Linked DNA regions of Mus musculus: regions 2, 3, 4 and 5 are each linked to region 1. A link is a contact called in public Hi-C and Micro-C data. All regions are on one chromosome and are shown on one strand. Each heading gives the region's core, a stretch centred on a gene start, on an enhancer-like site or on the middle of the called end of the contact. The rest is flanking DNA. Distances are from core to core; before and after follow the strand shown.

Region 1 (2,754 bases), core at 166-2,665:
TTCATGAGCATTTCCCTGCCATTAATGCCTTAAGCCAAGAACTATTAAGTAAGGGTTTTATGAAGTCAGATCTTTTTTTTTTTCCTTCTTCTTTTCTTTTTCTCTTTGGGCTAACAGTAAAACGCTGCATGTACCACAGAAAATGATACCTTGGTATTTAAAAAATAATCCGCTGAGGGGTTTCCATGAATAAATGATTTTCCCCCTTCTGTCCGAATTCCCTGCCAAAATATTTGAGACTGGACACCTAGGGTGTTTGCTTCCTCCTTAGGCTCAGGACTCCTCATTTCACATACTGTTGACCCAATAAATTCCATCTGGGATAGTTCAGAACCCACATCCGGCCAAAGTCGGGGAGGAAAAAGCTTGGTGCTGGAGCTCTCTCACAACCATACTTCCTGCTTCGCTGACCCTTCCACTCGCCCCTGCAGGGACTGTCTGAAGCTTCACTGGGGGGGGGCTTATTGAGCCACCCTTCACTGCATCTCAGCTCCATTTCAATCGGTTAGGCTCACTGGGAGTTTTAATCTGCTGGTACCTTTCCCATATTATTGCCCTTTATCCATGCCTTGGTTGGGACTGGGTTGGCTTTGTCTCTGGTTACAATGCTCAAGAGAGAAAAAACCCTGCTGTGTTCTTGGCCTGCAGATACCACGTGTTGCATGAAGCGTGTAAGCCTGATCTCACTCTCAGCCATCCTAAAGACACTCAGGACCTGTGGCTTACGACTTGTAGAAGCTATTTTCTCTATAAATTCTAGCCTATCTATGATTTCTATTTCTCCCGATGGCTTCGGTAGTTTCTCTGTGACTGTGTATTCCTTAAGCACCTCCCTCCGCTAGGAGTTTATAAACTTTGCCCACTTGGGAATAGCATGTCCTCTGTTTGTACTTGTTCGAATTATTTGAACTTAGGTATGCTCTGTGGGGGTAAAGCCACTGCTTGATACAACGTGGAATGAACTGCACACAAGTTTTATGGACTTTACCTCTGTTCCTACTGGGCACAAGATTCTGCTGATATTTTGCAAGTCAGCGAAGACTTCTCCAGCACTGGGTTGGAGTTACATGGGTAACTTTGCTCTAAATTCCCCCCTTTAATGGAAAAAAAATGGATGGAAAGCAAATGGGGGCATAAATCTTCCAAGTTGCTTTTCTGTGACCAGCCAGAAAGTCCCCAAATGGAGACACTGCTTGCTGTTGGCACAAGAACTCCCTTCATTCTGGTGTCAACAGGAAGTTACCAGCCAGGGCAGTGTTAGAAGGTAAAAGGGGAGCAGCCTGCTGTTAATCCAGTTGGGTCTTTCGTTTGGGGGGTTCATTACTTCAAACAGCAAAGCTATGGGTTGCTCTGTGATAGAGTGCTTTTGTCTCTACAAACCTTTTCCTTTTGTACTGCTCGTTATTGTTCTTGGCAGCCAGCCAAGCCTCACATCTTCTGGTCACAGAATTCCTTTCTGCCTACTCCAGTGTAGACTAAGGCCTCTGGGTAATACGAGACGCCTCAATTTCTCAGCAGACAGCACATTAAAGCGAGGTCTGTTGGCCAGATGCAGGGACAGGTGTTACTCTCCTTCAATTTACACCTGCCCTCATTTATTTGTCCTGAGAATGCTACTAACAGACTCGCTCCCAGTGAAGGAAGTGCGGTGACTTTTGTAGGCGGTGGGCTTTGGGGGAAAATGCTTCAGCTGCGCAGTAGTTTGTCTCCACATATACTTTCAGAGGTAGTACACTTCAAGGAAATGTTTTGTTGGGCCTGCATTAAGGAGCAAGAAAAGGCAATAGTATAGCGAGCTTATTAATACAACACATAGTGCTTTTCCCAGCTGAGAGTACCCTGACCCTCAGCAGAAGGCTGGCTTTTTCTTCTTTCTGAGAAACTGGAGAAGCCAAGTCAGTGCCATGAGAACTGGCTTTCTTTCATCCATATAAGCAGAGCCATCAAAGTATGAACTGGCTTAGTCCTCTCAAGTTTAATGTTGGTAGTTCTAATCCAGATTCATTTTTACAGCTCCATCATAGAGATGAAAGGGTGTCAAATATCACAGCATTTATTAATACTTCTACTATTCTTTCAAATGAGAGTTTGGAGAGTCTTATGGTTTTAATTACAGAATCAGATTATTGGTTGATAGAGTGCCCAAGATATGGATTCTATTATAAAAATCATCATTGTCTTAAGTTGATTGCCAACTTGGTTACATGAGGTTTGTTCCTCTTCTTGATCTGAAATTTAGCAACAAAATCCTCTTTTGAGTTGCCTCAGCAAATTTTCCCAAGCTACATAGTCAACTCCTTGGACCTACTTACCCAAGCTTGCTTCCCTCTTCTAGCCATCTCTCTCACACCCATCCTTTTCTCACCCATCAAACTCTACAAGTGTCCTGTCAGGTATCTTCTCTTGCAGGAGCATTCTTTCTGGAGTGTCTTGTTCAAGGGCTTGGGCTTTCCTACCGCTCTCTTCTTTGCATTTCATGGATAAGTTCATTATTCTACAAACTCTGAAAGTCTAGGAAGGGTTTTCTGCTCTACTCACTGATATGCAGTGCCTCACCAATACTTCACATTCTCAGGAAATGACAGTATCGTTTTCCCAGTCTGGGAGATATGCTCTCATCTTTGGCTTACACACAATCATCACATAAAAGGTTAGTCTCATCACTTCATAATGGGGCCCCTTTTGCAGGATAGTTGGCTGTGGGATTTGGAATGGATAAGAATATCTTTCAGAGTTGGGTGTGGTCATTCACGT
Region 2 (2,754 bases), core at 151-2,650, 480 kb before region 1:
ATGCTGCTGCTCACAGTGCAGGTTGATGCTCACTAGGCTTTCTCAGTACTTCCTCCCTAGCTCACCCCGTGTACGTCTAGCCTTGGAACTTAATTCTAAACATGGTGATAAAGATCAGGCATAGGCTCTTCTTATTCCATGACAAAGAGTGAAGTTAAAGTCCATATAGGGTGGACAATTCCCTGCTTGAGGTCCTCTTCCTCCTTCCTCCTGACTCTATCTACTGGTCAAATAAAGTTGTGTGCTAGACACAAGTTTAGAATTTAGCCATAGATGGAATCTCACCGTGGCTGTGTTGATTCCCAGAATGCTTCAGTGAGATTTCCTAATCTGCTGCCCCTCCCAATCCCTGCCTCTGAAGAATGTGAGTAGTTACAGCGCCAGTTCTGCCTCTCACTGGTTTTTGTTTTTTGTTTTAACCATGTGGTCATTTTTTTTTAATTTTTATTTTTTAGATATTTTATTTACATTTCAAATGTTATCCCCTTTCCTAACTTCCCCTTTGAAAATCCCCTATTCCCTCCCCCCTCCCCCTGCTCCCCAACCCACCTACACCTTATTCTAACTGTTGCATTACTTCCTCAAGCACAGCGGTAATAGGAACTCTCACTGCATCCATGGACACATACATGGACCCTATGTCTAGCATGTTCACACTTCTGGATCACCCAGACGCTGTTGTTTTGTTCAGAGAGGCAAGGATTTGCTTGAAGATGTTGGTCTAGGAGCGGATGTCCTCGGAATCATTTAGGCTGCTGTGGCTCTTAAGGTTTGAGTTCCATTCTTTTTCCAATTAGAATTTAAAATGTAAAAGCAATATGTTTAAGAATGGGCAGTTTCTCTTCTTCATTTATGATCATCTAACTTCCATCAACAATCCTGGTTTTTTGTTTGTTTTGTTTTCTTTTTCCTTTCTTTTGTTTTTAAAGAGCAGAGGGTGTCCAGTGGGAACCTTGCCAAACCAGACTCCATTATCCTGCTTAGATCCATGGAATGCTGTGCAGACCCACAAGAAATTGGAGGCCCTGGAGAAAGGCTGTGCTGAGCAGTTCTTAGCCTGTGCCTTGAGGGTTACCTGCTCCTATTTGCCTCCTAATTCTTCTTGGTTGAGTTAACCTTTGCAGCATTAGTTTTATTTCTCATACAGTCACTTCACGGTGCCCCTGCTCATTCTTGTTTTTTAACTTCACAAAGATGTGTGGTGACTCTCTCACTTATTTGATCAAGGGCACGATCAAGGGCGCCAGGGATGTGGTGTACTTCACTTTAACCCTTTGCACTTCCCCGAGGTGCTTTGTTTGTTCAGTATGAACTTCTAATTTTTTCCAGGCTTGTGTGTTTTGCCCAGTCTTCAGCCTCTCTGGAGCTTGGCGTGCCTCCTTGTTTAGGGGAAAGCTTATTGCTTCACAGTAAGACCATCTGACAGTTGTTATCTGCGACCTGAGACAGAACTGCCAGTGAAGAGTGCCAGAGAGAGCGATGAGCAAGACCTCCTGGTTTCCCAGGCCCCACCACCATCTGGGACCACCCCAGGGAAGAGACCGGTGTGGCAGCGACAAGTGTTCGAAGGAGGAGGGAATAATCCCTCCCTCCCCACCCACCCGTGGCCAATCTCATTGTGGACTGGAATCCCTGCAAACCATGAAATCCATCTGCTTGGATGTCTCCTCTGTTAGTCCCCTTCCTTTCAGATCTCTTTTCCTTCTCTTTTCCCCCTCTTCCTTCTGCCTCTGCTTTTCACAGAATCCCGAGTGCCAGCTGCTGGGTGACATCTCCCTGGGAGGCAGACGCAATGGCAGACAGAATTCTGAGCACACCCAGCGAGCCATGCTTTCCCACAGATTCCCCAGGTCCAGTGGGAATGAAACCCATTGCAGGTCCTCAGGCCAGCGGGGCCCTGCAGGGTTGGAGCACCTCCCTTGCAGGTGTTTCCTCCTTGGCCTGTTCTCAGCCCAAGTGTTCCTGCCTGCAGCAGCCTCTCCTTATCCTTGTACATCTTGTTCTTAGTTTCTCTCCAGCATCATCTTCATCTGCAGCTCTCTGTCTCCAATTGTTTGTCTTTTCCCTTTCCCTCTGTACATCTGAAGCTCTCTGTGCTATTTCCATGTGGTGCCTACTGCCTGACACATAACTTGCAATCAAGACATCTCTGTTGAAGAAGGGAATAAATAATTAGAGAGTATAAGAAATAACTAGAATAACACCACCAGTCACAATCCGAATAAAACTGACTGCTTTTCTTTTGCACTCTACCAAGCACTGTTTTGTGTATATTATTTCAAATTCTCAAACCGGTTCTGAGAGAGAGGACAATTTTTTGTTTTGCTAAAACAAAACATTGGAGGCTCCTAGGAGTTGGTGTTTTCCCAAGGCCACCCACCAAGTGAAAGATGGACCTGCCTTCTGTCCTTGGATGTGTCTGTCTCTACAATCAACAGGCTTTCCCCCTATTCTGTCTGTGCAATCACACAAGCAACATACCACGGGGCAAAAAGAGATAAGATCCTTGTGAGGCAAAGATGAAACACCAGGGTAGTTCAAAGGAGAAAGAAATGACCTCTGGGGTGACAAGATGGTTGCTTTTCTGGGTTTTAGTGGAAGGACATTGGGGCAGCTAAAGAGGGAACAGGAAATCTCAGGACACTTGGCTTAGGGAGGTGGCTCAGTAGGTATGAGACCCTATAGGTTTGAGTTCCCAGAACCCACATAAATCCACGTGTTGAAATACCAAGACTCCCACAGCTAAATGGGAGG
Region 3 (2,754 bases), core at 126-2,625, 440 kb before region 1:
TAGATAGACCAGTCACATACATCCTCTTTTGTTTAAAACCCTTGGGTCAAGAAACCTAATGGAACCAAGATGCTGTGTTAATTTCTTTTTTCTTGTAGTGCTGGAGATCAAACCCAGGACCTCCAGGAAAATGTTTACCATTGATTTCATACATTGCATTTATTAGTGTTCTTTTGTGTAACCAGGCTTTGAGTAGAGGTGAATAATCAGAGTAAAAAAAAAGAGGAAAATAAAAGCATTTCTCAGATTAAAAAGTAGAAAGAGTAAGTGTCAGAGAAAGGTACTAAGAATACCAGAAATATACTTTTCTTACTTCAAAGCATGCTCGATCAGGGATAAGAACCTGTTCTCTGAAAACTACTTTGAAGCTTTCCAACAGACACTATACTGATGCAGAGATTTCTGTGTCTCTAGGATAACTAACATCCAGCCCAGTCTTAAGTCTACAAGCTGATAACAAGAGGTATTGTTCACATTTATAAGCCACTTTCTCCCTTCTTGATGGTAGCCACTACCTGACTCCATCAGAGCTATAGAATAATTCTCTGCAGTCACAGGTTGTCTTTGTTGTGTGAAGCAAACGTGGTCTGGGAAGATGAAATGGATAGCCAAGAGCCACGGAGTTTGCGATATCAAATGCACAAATGCACGGTTAACTGAGGAGCCCTGACTCTCAGGTCACTCCATCCACGGGGGGGGGGGGGTATTTCTCACAGTCTCCACCTTTTCCTGCCTTGGGGGTACTTCCTCTGAATCCAACAATCACATTTCCTCATTGGCATCACTTTGGGAAGGCAGCCTCAGGCCCTTCCTTATCAGCCTGTGGGTTTTAGATTTCTCTTACCATGAAAAGGGCTTTATTTCTTGGCTTCTGATTTGCTTCCTTGTCCACTCTCATTTCTCCCTTACATACTAGGCTTCCTGTTGGTTTTGAGTTATGGGCACCCATCCTTTACACCTGGAGTCAGTTCCTGCATTTGCTTCGAAGGGAACTCAAGGGAATGAATTCATTACAGTGGTGAATTTAATGAACCATCACGTCTTGAGTCACTCTCAAGAAATGAGATAACACACTAACATGGGCATCCTTAATCCCCAATGCCATGAGTTGAGAGTGAATAAGGTCTTTGTTTTTATTTTTTAAATGATATATTTTTATGTGTGGGCTTGCTTAGAGATATTTGTGTGTATATGCATGTGCCTGTATGTGCGTGTGCTGTGTTGAGGTGGTACAAGCATGTGAGTACAGGTGCCCGTGGAAGCCAGGCTTTGGATCTATTGGAGTTGGTGTTACACGGTTGTGAGTCACCCAACATTGGTGCTAGGTTCCAAACTCGGATCCTCTGTTAAGCGCAGTACACATTCTAAACTCCGAGCAGTCTCTCCAGTGCCACCCCAGCTTGGTTTTTGTAACTGGCTGGCAGTCTGTTTGCTTAGAGTATTGATGAATATGTGGGACTCTAGCAAAGAAACGTGGGAGTCAACCTGTTTGACTTTTCCTTTTTTTAAAAAATTTGAAGATGATACTTGGAATCTAGAAATATGAAAACAAATAAGAAACCCATATAATGGGAATATGTACCTGTGCAATTTCCCTAACAGAACTGTGAGAGTTGTTGAAAAATAAATAATAGTTAGATTTAGCATAAACTTAAATTGTTACTATGTAGAAGGTATTAGAAAGAGCAGATTTAAAATGAGCTAACAGAGAGTAGCAGGGTTGCTAAGCGAGGAATGACATTTGCAAAGGTTCAGCATTCAGTTGTCATGCTGGCTGTCATGTGGTAGAGCATGTTTAAGGGGGCAGACACTTTGATACCCACATCCTAAGTGCTACTTAGCAGTATCCACCCAGGGCAATGTTGGTGCCTGGAACAGAGCCATACATTGTGCAATCATTCTGAATTTGCATCCACGCAGGAAAGAGTTTTGATGTTTCTGATTACCTTTCCCTTCTTTTGGACTTTGTAACTTCTACCTCACTACCCTCGTGTGCATTTACGTACCCGTAGCTCAACTGGGTAGCTTCCCCAACCCCTCTGTCCAGTCCAAAATGAAACTTGGCTGAGGAGTAGATAATATTAGCAAATCACTATTAGGGCAAAAGGACAAGAGCAAGCTGAGCTGCTGCCTCATGCTATTTACAGCTTCTCTTCCTCAAGGCTTCGGGTCTCGGTGTGTGTGGCAACCCTTCAACAAACAGAGGTCAGAGGTCATCCTCCCAGTTCCCACTCCAAAGAAAATCATAGGCGCAAAGCCACATATATACTATGCTTAGTGGCCAGAATATAAGTGCATTTATAACACTTACCTTGCTCTAATGGTTTCAGGAACCCAGGCAGGAAGGTAATATTATTGTATTTGATAGGTAAGGGGGTAAAAGATACATGAACTTTAATGAGCTCAAACCTGCACAGTTTGTGAGTGACAGTGTCACAGTTGAAGTAGAGTTTTGTCACTCTGTAAAGCATATGTTTTTGTTACTCTACCCAACACTTTAAAAATGTATTTATTTACTTTATGTGAACCTGGGCAGGAGAAGGCCTGGGTTTTCAGTAAGGGCAAAAAGCACTCTTAACCCCTGAGCGTTCTCTCCAGCTTTAACACAGCACCCTTGAAAAAGTGAGATTTTGAGATGGTAGGGATGAGATTGGCTTCCTAAGATTCTCTCTAAATTGTTCTGTCTCCAGTGTACATGACGTGCATGTGTAAATAGAAAGTATCAGGTGTCTTCCTTGTTTTCCACCCCAGTAT
Region 4 (2,754 bases), core at 98-2,597, 410 kb before region 1:
TGACAATCCTTCACAGGGGTTACATATCAGATATTTACATTGTGATTCATAACAGTAGCAAAAATACAATTATGAAGAAGCAATGGAAAATTTTATGGTTGGGGGCCACCAGGACATGAAGAAGTGTATTAAGGGGCTGCAGCATTAGGAAGGTAGAGAGCTATTATTCTAGAGAGAGGAAAAAACTTCATAAAGAGCCTCCATCCAGGAGCATTGGCCATTTCTGCTGTAGATTTCTGACTTTTGTTAATTAAAAAAGGCATCCTTAGCAAATGTTCATGTGTTTACTCTTGTGTCAGTGGGTTTGGTTACCATGGCAGCATAGAGTGTGCCAGCAGCGGTTTCTGTAGACTGCACAAGGAGCCCCAGCTTGTGCCTAAAATTTGACTTTCACCAATATGTAAATTTTATTTCTGAAGCTCTTGCATACAGGTTGATGGGAGAATATGCTAGTGCACTAGCTCTGAGCCTGGACTCTGGGAGGCCTTGCCCAATGTAGGGCTTTCTCTTGGAATCTTTTCCAAGTTACCTATGAACAGGACCAACTTATCTTGTAAAATGAGAAATTCTATAAAGCAGAGATAAGCCATCATTGCTGAGGCTGATCTAGACCAGAACATCCCAACTGGATTAGAAGGCCAAGCGCAGATATATTAACAAACTCAGATAAATCCAGAAGGGTAACCCAGGTAACCCTGAATAGTACCCGAACACATAACCCACAGCCAACCTACAAAAGAGTTTGTAAGATCAATAGCTACTGTCTCAGCCACTAGTTCTGGAGTGGATTTCCTTTGCCAGGAGATCTAACTGAAATACTTACCTATTATTTTTATTCCTCAATTGGCACTCTCTAGGCAAACTCCTAGAGCATTTCTGTACCTCAGAGTTTTGGAGTAAATAGTTAACAGGATACTTCTGCAAAATTCCATCTTACTCTTCCCTGTGATTTCCCTAATACAGCATTACTCTTAAACTCTCTGAAGCGGCATGTGTATTCTGAACAGAATTTGGTAGTGTCTTGACAATTTAGGATAGAAGCCATATGACATAAGCCACTTACTTGGAATATCTTTTAAGAAGCTTTTCCTTGGATCCCCAAAGAGTTTAAGAAAGGCTAAGCCATGGCTTCTCTTGAATTTTTATTCAAGGAGGTGCAGGTTCTAACTGGCCAAGTGGCCTGAGCAGATGGCAGATAGACTCATTTCCTATCACATCCTCACTCTACTGTTGAACTTCTTTGACCCCAGTGATGTCAGAGAGTTGAAGACTTCCAGAGCTGTTCAGAGGAAGTGAAGGAACAATTTCAAAAGACATCCATAGGTTTTCATGACTGTGAATCATATCTTAAGACTCTGTGGCTACCTTTGAAGCTCTAAACCACATGATGTATGTCATTCACCCAGCATCTGTGCAATTCCTGTGGCTTTGGTTGCTCAAAGTCCCAAGTGAGCTGAAAATGAACTGTGACCAACAAGAAGATCATTGGTAAAATCTTTGAGTATATTAGTCTGAATTATCTGGCCACACTACTAACCAAAAGTTTGCTGAAGTTTGCATTCTCTTGACTATGATGAACTTTTTCTTCCATGGAACTTGTGAGATCACAGTTGAGTCTTTCTTAGAGTTGTAGATTTTAAAGTGGCATGTTTCTTAAGAGTATATTTATGATTCTTTACAATGGGCTAGTTAAATATGAGTTTTTCTACTGACCAAGAAGTACAAGAGATGGCTCAGTGACTAATAGTGTTTATGTGCAAGCTTGAAGACCTGAGTTCAAGTGCCTAGCACTCATGTAAAATCAGGGCATGGCTGCATGTGCCTATAACTTCAACACTGGGGTTATAGGTAGAGATGGAAGAGTCACGGAGCTCATTAGCCAGCCAACCTAGACAAAACAACACATTTTAGGTTGAGTAAGAGACTTTGTCTCAAGGGAATAGGGTAGAGAGTGATGTAGCAAGGCACCCAAATGTCTTCCTGTGGCCTTTGTGCACACTCACAAGTACGTGTACTTACAAATGCACACACATGCACACACACACACACTCACATACACTCACACATAAAAATAAGAACAAATAACTACCTAATAACTAATAAGAGAGTATTAAATTTTCTAAACACCCCTCCCTCTGTGAGTAGGCGGGTGTTGGTCAAAAGACAGCTTTCAAGGGTGTCTTCTCTTTGTCCACCTTAGCCTGGGTTTCATGGGATTTGAGGATCAAACTAACTCAGATACTCAGTTTTTTGGTTTTTGTTTTTATTTTTTTAATCCATTGAGCCATGTTGATGGCTCAAGAATGGATCTTTGAGTGGATTTGGTCTAACAACTTTTTTTTTTCCTTAATAGTGAAGAAAAAGGGTACCTCAGAATTTTCTCTTAAAAGAAATTTGTCTCAGGAAAGCAAAGTGTTAATGTCTATGAAGACATAGAGTTATTGTACATTTTTCCTGTCTTTTCTCACATAGCAATGAACAAAGAGAACTGACGGTAAACTCATGTTGGGGAGAGGATTCTCCTCCTACACCAAGCGATCATCAGTGTTCAGCCAGAGACTCTCATAGGGCATCACCATCCAGTTGTGTTTTTGTGGGGCCAGAAAGCCCTGTGACTAGGGGAGCCAGTCCAAAGCGAGAGTGAGGTCAAGTCATGTCCAGCCGGGTGTCGAGGCACATGCATGCCTTTATTTATTTTTTTTTCCATTTTTTATTAGGTATTTAGCTCATTTACATTTCCAATGCTATACCAAA
Region 5 (2,754 bases), core at 68-2,567, 300 kb before region 1:
GTGTTATCACATAGTTTTCCAGAACAGGAAACTCAGGCCAAAGGGAATCCCTCTGGCCTTCCACACAGGTCCAAGCCTGGTTTGGAACATTCAAAACTCTGTCCAACCTACAGACCCCCAGGAGTCATTCTGCAAAGTGGTTAAACTCGCTTCCCTTTGTTTCTGTAATTGCCAGCTTCTAATTTATTTCCTTTGAGAAAGGGCTTATCTCACCATCAACTCATTAGCGACTTAATACGGGTTAAGCTGATTATAGGCAATGTGAACAGGGATGTTCCCACTACAGGGCAATCAGGATCATAATGCCTTAGGAGAATATCTCTCTTGCCTCTATGATTTTAGCAGATTCTTTTGGATTTGGTACTACAGGTAGAGTGCTTCCTCTTATCCTGCTTCTGGGATGCAATAATCACTTTGGATTTTATAGAAGAAAACACAGAGGCCAGGCAATATGAAGACAAATGTTCAAAGAGATAGGAATAACATTGTTTCTACATTCCTATTTGGTTTTCTGCTTCTTACATGATTGAAATATTTTAAGATTCAGTCTGAAAGAAAATGTGAGGGATATTACTGACGGGTGCAGAGATTAGCTGGGAAAGGGAGACTAAATCAGAAATAAGAAAGATTCACAACGACTACCCAGGGAGGAAGGAAGGAATTTGAAACCTATCCCAACCCAATCCCTTCCTTTTAGGCTGTCTCCAAGAGGCTAAAACATCTGGTGAGGCATGTCAAAGATCCAATCAATCATTCCAGTGTTTGGTCTCTAGGATGCCAGACATCTGGAATAACTATGTTTCTCCTTTCTTTAATTAAATCAACTGGATATTTTGGTTTTCCACAAAATCAGCTTCTGCCTGTATCATACACATCAGGGTCCTTTTGCAACCTTTAGAGTTCTGTTTAGATATGTGTTTATCTAGGTTGTAATCTCTCTGACTGTAACTGCAGATTTAAAATGGTTTGCATATCATACAACAATTTCTATGGAAGTATTAACAAAGAAATCAAAGAAGCACACTTGAATTCCATTTCTCCCCCCAAGGTATACTGAGTACACTTCTTGGTGACTAGAAGTGGAAGGGGTTACAGAACAATGTTAAATAATGACAGAGCTAGCTCAGTAGAGATGAAAGCAGACTCTTTGATAGAAAGACAGCTGGCACCAACAATAATTTTAACTGTGTGTAACAGGAACACACAATTTATATAATTTATGCATTCCTAGGTTTTTCAGTCCATAGGAATTTGGGCTGGTTTTAGGCTATTTTCAAATATCCTTTGCATTCCTATCTGGAAGGGCTGCTGGGCAGCTTAATGACTGAAGGGAGTTAAAAAGAGACAAAGTGAAACCACGAGCACAGACTGGTTTAATGGAATATCATATTTACCAGGAGAGAAATCAAGCCTTAGAATAGACAAAACAATGTTTATCACTCTAAATATGACAGAGAACAACTGAAGAATGTCGGGCTGACATCTCATGTCTCATACCTTCCGCTTTAATGATGCCCACATGGGACATTCTTGGCAGACAAGAATTGCTTTTTTAGGGAGATTCTGTTTTCTTTGGTTTTAAGGAAATGGAAGAAGAAACTACTATATGCAGCTGGAGGTTATTTTCTAAGACAGATGAATTATGATTTTAGAATCTTTGTTATAACCACTTGAGGCAAATGAGCCAAATATTTTACATTCATACTGTGAAAACTTGGCTACATATGTCCAAACATGAGGGCTAAACATGGTTTTACCAAAGGGAGCTTCCATTTCTACAAAAGGCCTATGTATATTCAGCCAGTCCAGTCACTAAAATCGTCAAATTCTGCTTTGATAATAGCTCATTGGATGGAGAGACTTTGTTTTCCTGATGGTTGGCTTTGCAGTGTTTTCTGCTTAAACCGTTTTCTATCACATGACAGAAGCTGATCGTACACACATGGACACAAGTTTACACTTATTGCCTCCACAAGCTTGTGAGGTAGACACTGTTATCGACTTCAATGATCAGAGACAGGAATAGGAAGACGAAGCAACTTAGGGAGATGAAGCAACTTTATGAAGGTTAGATAATTTAATTTAAACTGAGTATTTCTTTTTAAAATGTGTGCTTGTACATAAATGTATACTTTTAACTACATTAAGGGAATACTTTCAACAGAAAAGGTTACTTTAAATATTAAGATAATGGATTACTTTTTCAGGATATGGAGCAAAGTATACATAGATGCATATCTATAAATACTTTCACATTTTAGGCCACAGACCAATACATAACACATTATTGTGTAACTTCCTTATCCCTTTGTAGGATTAATTGACAACTTCTCAAATGTTAGACTGAATCTTACTTGAGTCATCAGCCGACTATTCCTGTAAAGGGCTAGTGGATAAAGGTTTATGACTTGTGGGCTGTATGCTTATCAAAATTATGGGATGCTGAGAAATCATAAACAAATCTGTGTGCATGTGTTTGTGCATGCATGTGTGTGTATGTGTGTGTGTGTGTGTGTGTGTGTGTGTGTTTGTGTGTCTGCATGCATGTGCATGTACACAACACTGCCTGTTTTAGTGAGCTTGTCAGTGAAACACTTAGGCTACTGTGAACAGTGTTACCAGCATCTCTTTCATTTCTGTAGCATGTGGACTTGGGATTGATGGATGGGACAGCAGCTCTACTTTTGTCTTCTGTACTGTTTCTCAGAATGGCTGAACCAACTCAGGCTAACCAATAGTGTGTAAGGGTTTGGG

Evidence for each region. Hi-C and Micro-C count contacts between places; a contact is called where the count stands out from the background.
Region 2: a Hi-C map of muscle stem cells shows a contact between it and region 1, with 2.0 times the contacts expected there. The contact joins two enhancer-like sites. A contact is called at or near these places in 1 of 39 promoter capture datasets (liver), 2 of 484 Hi-C or Micro-C datasets (liver and muscle stem cells), 1 of 115 datasets of contacts at active chromatin or transcription factors (cardiomyocytes) and 1 of 9 other capture datasets (pancreatic islet).
Region 3: a contact with region 1 is called in a Micro-C map of brown adipocytes, with 6 times the contacts expected there. The contact joins two enhancer-like sites. A contact is called at or near these places in 1 of 15 datasets of contacts at CTCF or cohesin (the NIH/3T3 cell line), 3 of 484 Hi-C or Micro-C datasets (brown adipocytes, liver and myocytes) and 1 of 115 datasets of contacts at active chromatin or transcription factors (embryonic fibroblasts).
Region 4: a Micro-C map of brown adipocytes shows a contact between it and region 1, with 5 times the contacts expected there. The contact joins two enhancer-like sites. A contact is called at or near these places in 6 of 484 Hi-C or Micro-C datasets (the F1.1 cell line, adipose-derived mesenchymal stem cells, brown adipocytes and 3 more) and 2 of 115 datasets of contacts at active chromatin or transcription factors (a colorectal cancer cell line and pancreatic cancer cells).
Region 5: a Hi-C map of embryonic fibroblasts shows a contact between it and region 1, with 8 times the contacts expected there. The contact joins two enhancer-like sites. A contact is called at or near these places in 1 of 15 datasets of contacts at CTCF or cohesin (the NIH/3T3 cell line), 5 of 484 Hi-C or Micro-C datasets (the 3T3-L1 cell line, the C2C12 cell line, adipose-derived mesenchymal stem cells and 1 more) and 1 of 115 datasets of contacts at active chromatin or transcription factors (pancreatic cancer cells).

What each region holds. Positions count from the first base shown.
Region 1 is chr1:81,743,437-81,746,190 of GRCm38.p6, reverse strand. No RefSeq gene overlaps it. Among named protein-coding and RNA genes, the nearest start is that of Mir6344, 390 kb to the left of the region's middle. Within about 2 kb of position 1,415, at least 100 of the 459 cell types and tissues checked have an H3K27ac peak or open chromatin away from gene starts, as enhancers often do. A contact at or near this core is called in the C2C12 cell line, the NIH/3T3 cell line, brown adipocytes and 3 more, where this site is marked.
Region 2 is chr1:82,219,912-82,222,665 of GRCm38.p6, reverse strand. No RefSeq gene overlaps it. Among named protein-coding and RNA genes, the nearest start is that of Irs1, 70 kb to the left of the region's middle. Within about 2 kb of position 1,400, at least 8 of the 459 cell types and tissues checked have an H3K27ac peak or open chromatin away from gene starts, as enhancers often do. A contact at or near this core is called in muscle stem cells, where this site is marked.
Region 3 is chr1:82,183,417-82,186,170 of GRCm38.p6, reverse strand. No RefSeq gene overlaps it. Among named protein-coding and RNA genes, the nearest start is that of Mir6344, 53 kb to the right of the region's middle. Within about 2 kb of position 1,375, at least 15 of the 459 cell types and tissues checked have an H3K27ac peak or open chromatin away from gene starts, as enhancers often do. A contact at or near this core is called in brown adipocytes, where this site is marked.
Region 4 is chr1:82,154,789-82,157,542 of GRCm38.p6, reverse strand. No RefSeq gene overlaps it. Among named protein-coding and RNA genes, the nearest start is that of Mir6344, 24 kb to the right of the region's middle. Within about 2 kb of position 1,347, at least 35 of the 459 cell types and tissues checked have an H3K27ac peak or open chromatin away from gene starts, as enhancers often do. A contact at or near this core is called in brown adipocytes and a colorectal cancer cell line, where this site is marked.
Region 5 is chr1:82,040,209-82,042,962 of GRCm38.p6, reverse strand. No RefSeq gene overlaps it. Among named protein-coding and RNA genes, the nearest start is that of Mir6344, 90 kb to the left of the region's middle. Within about 2 kb of position 1,317, at least 26 of the 459 cell types and tissues checked have an H3K27ac peak or open chromatin away from gene starts, as enhancers often do. A contact at or near this core is called in the C2C12 cell line, the NIH/3T3 cell line and embryonic fibroblasts, where this site is marked.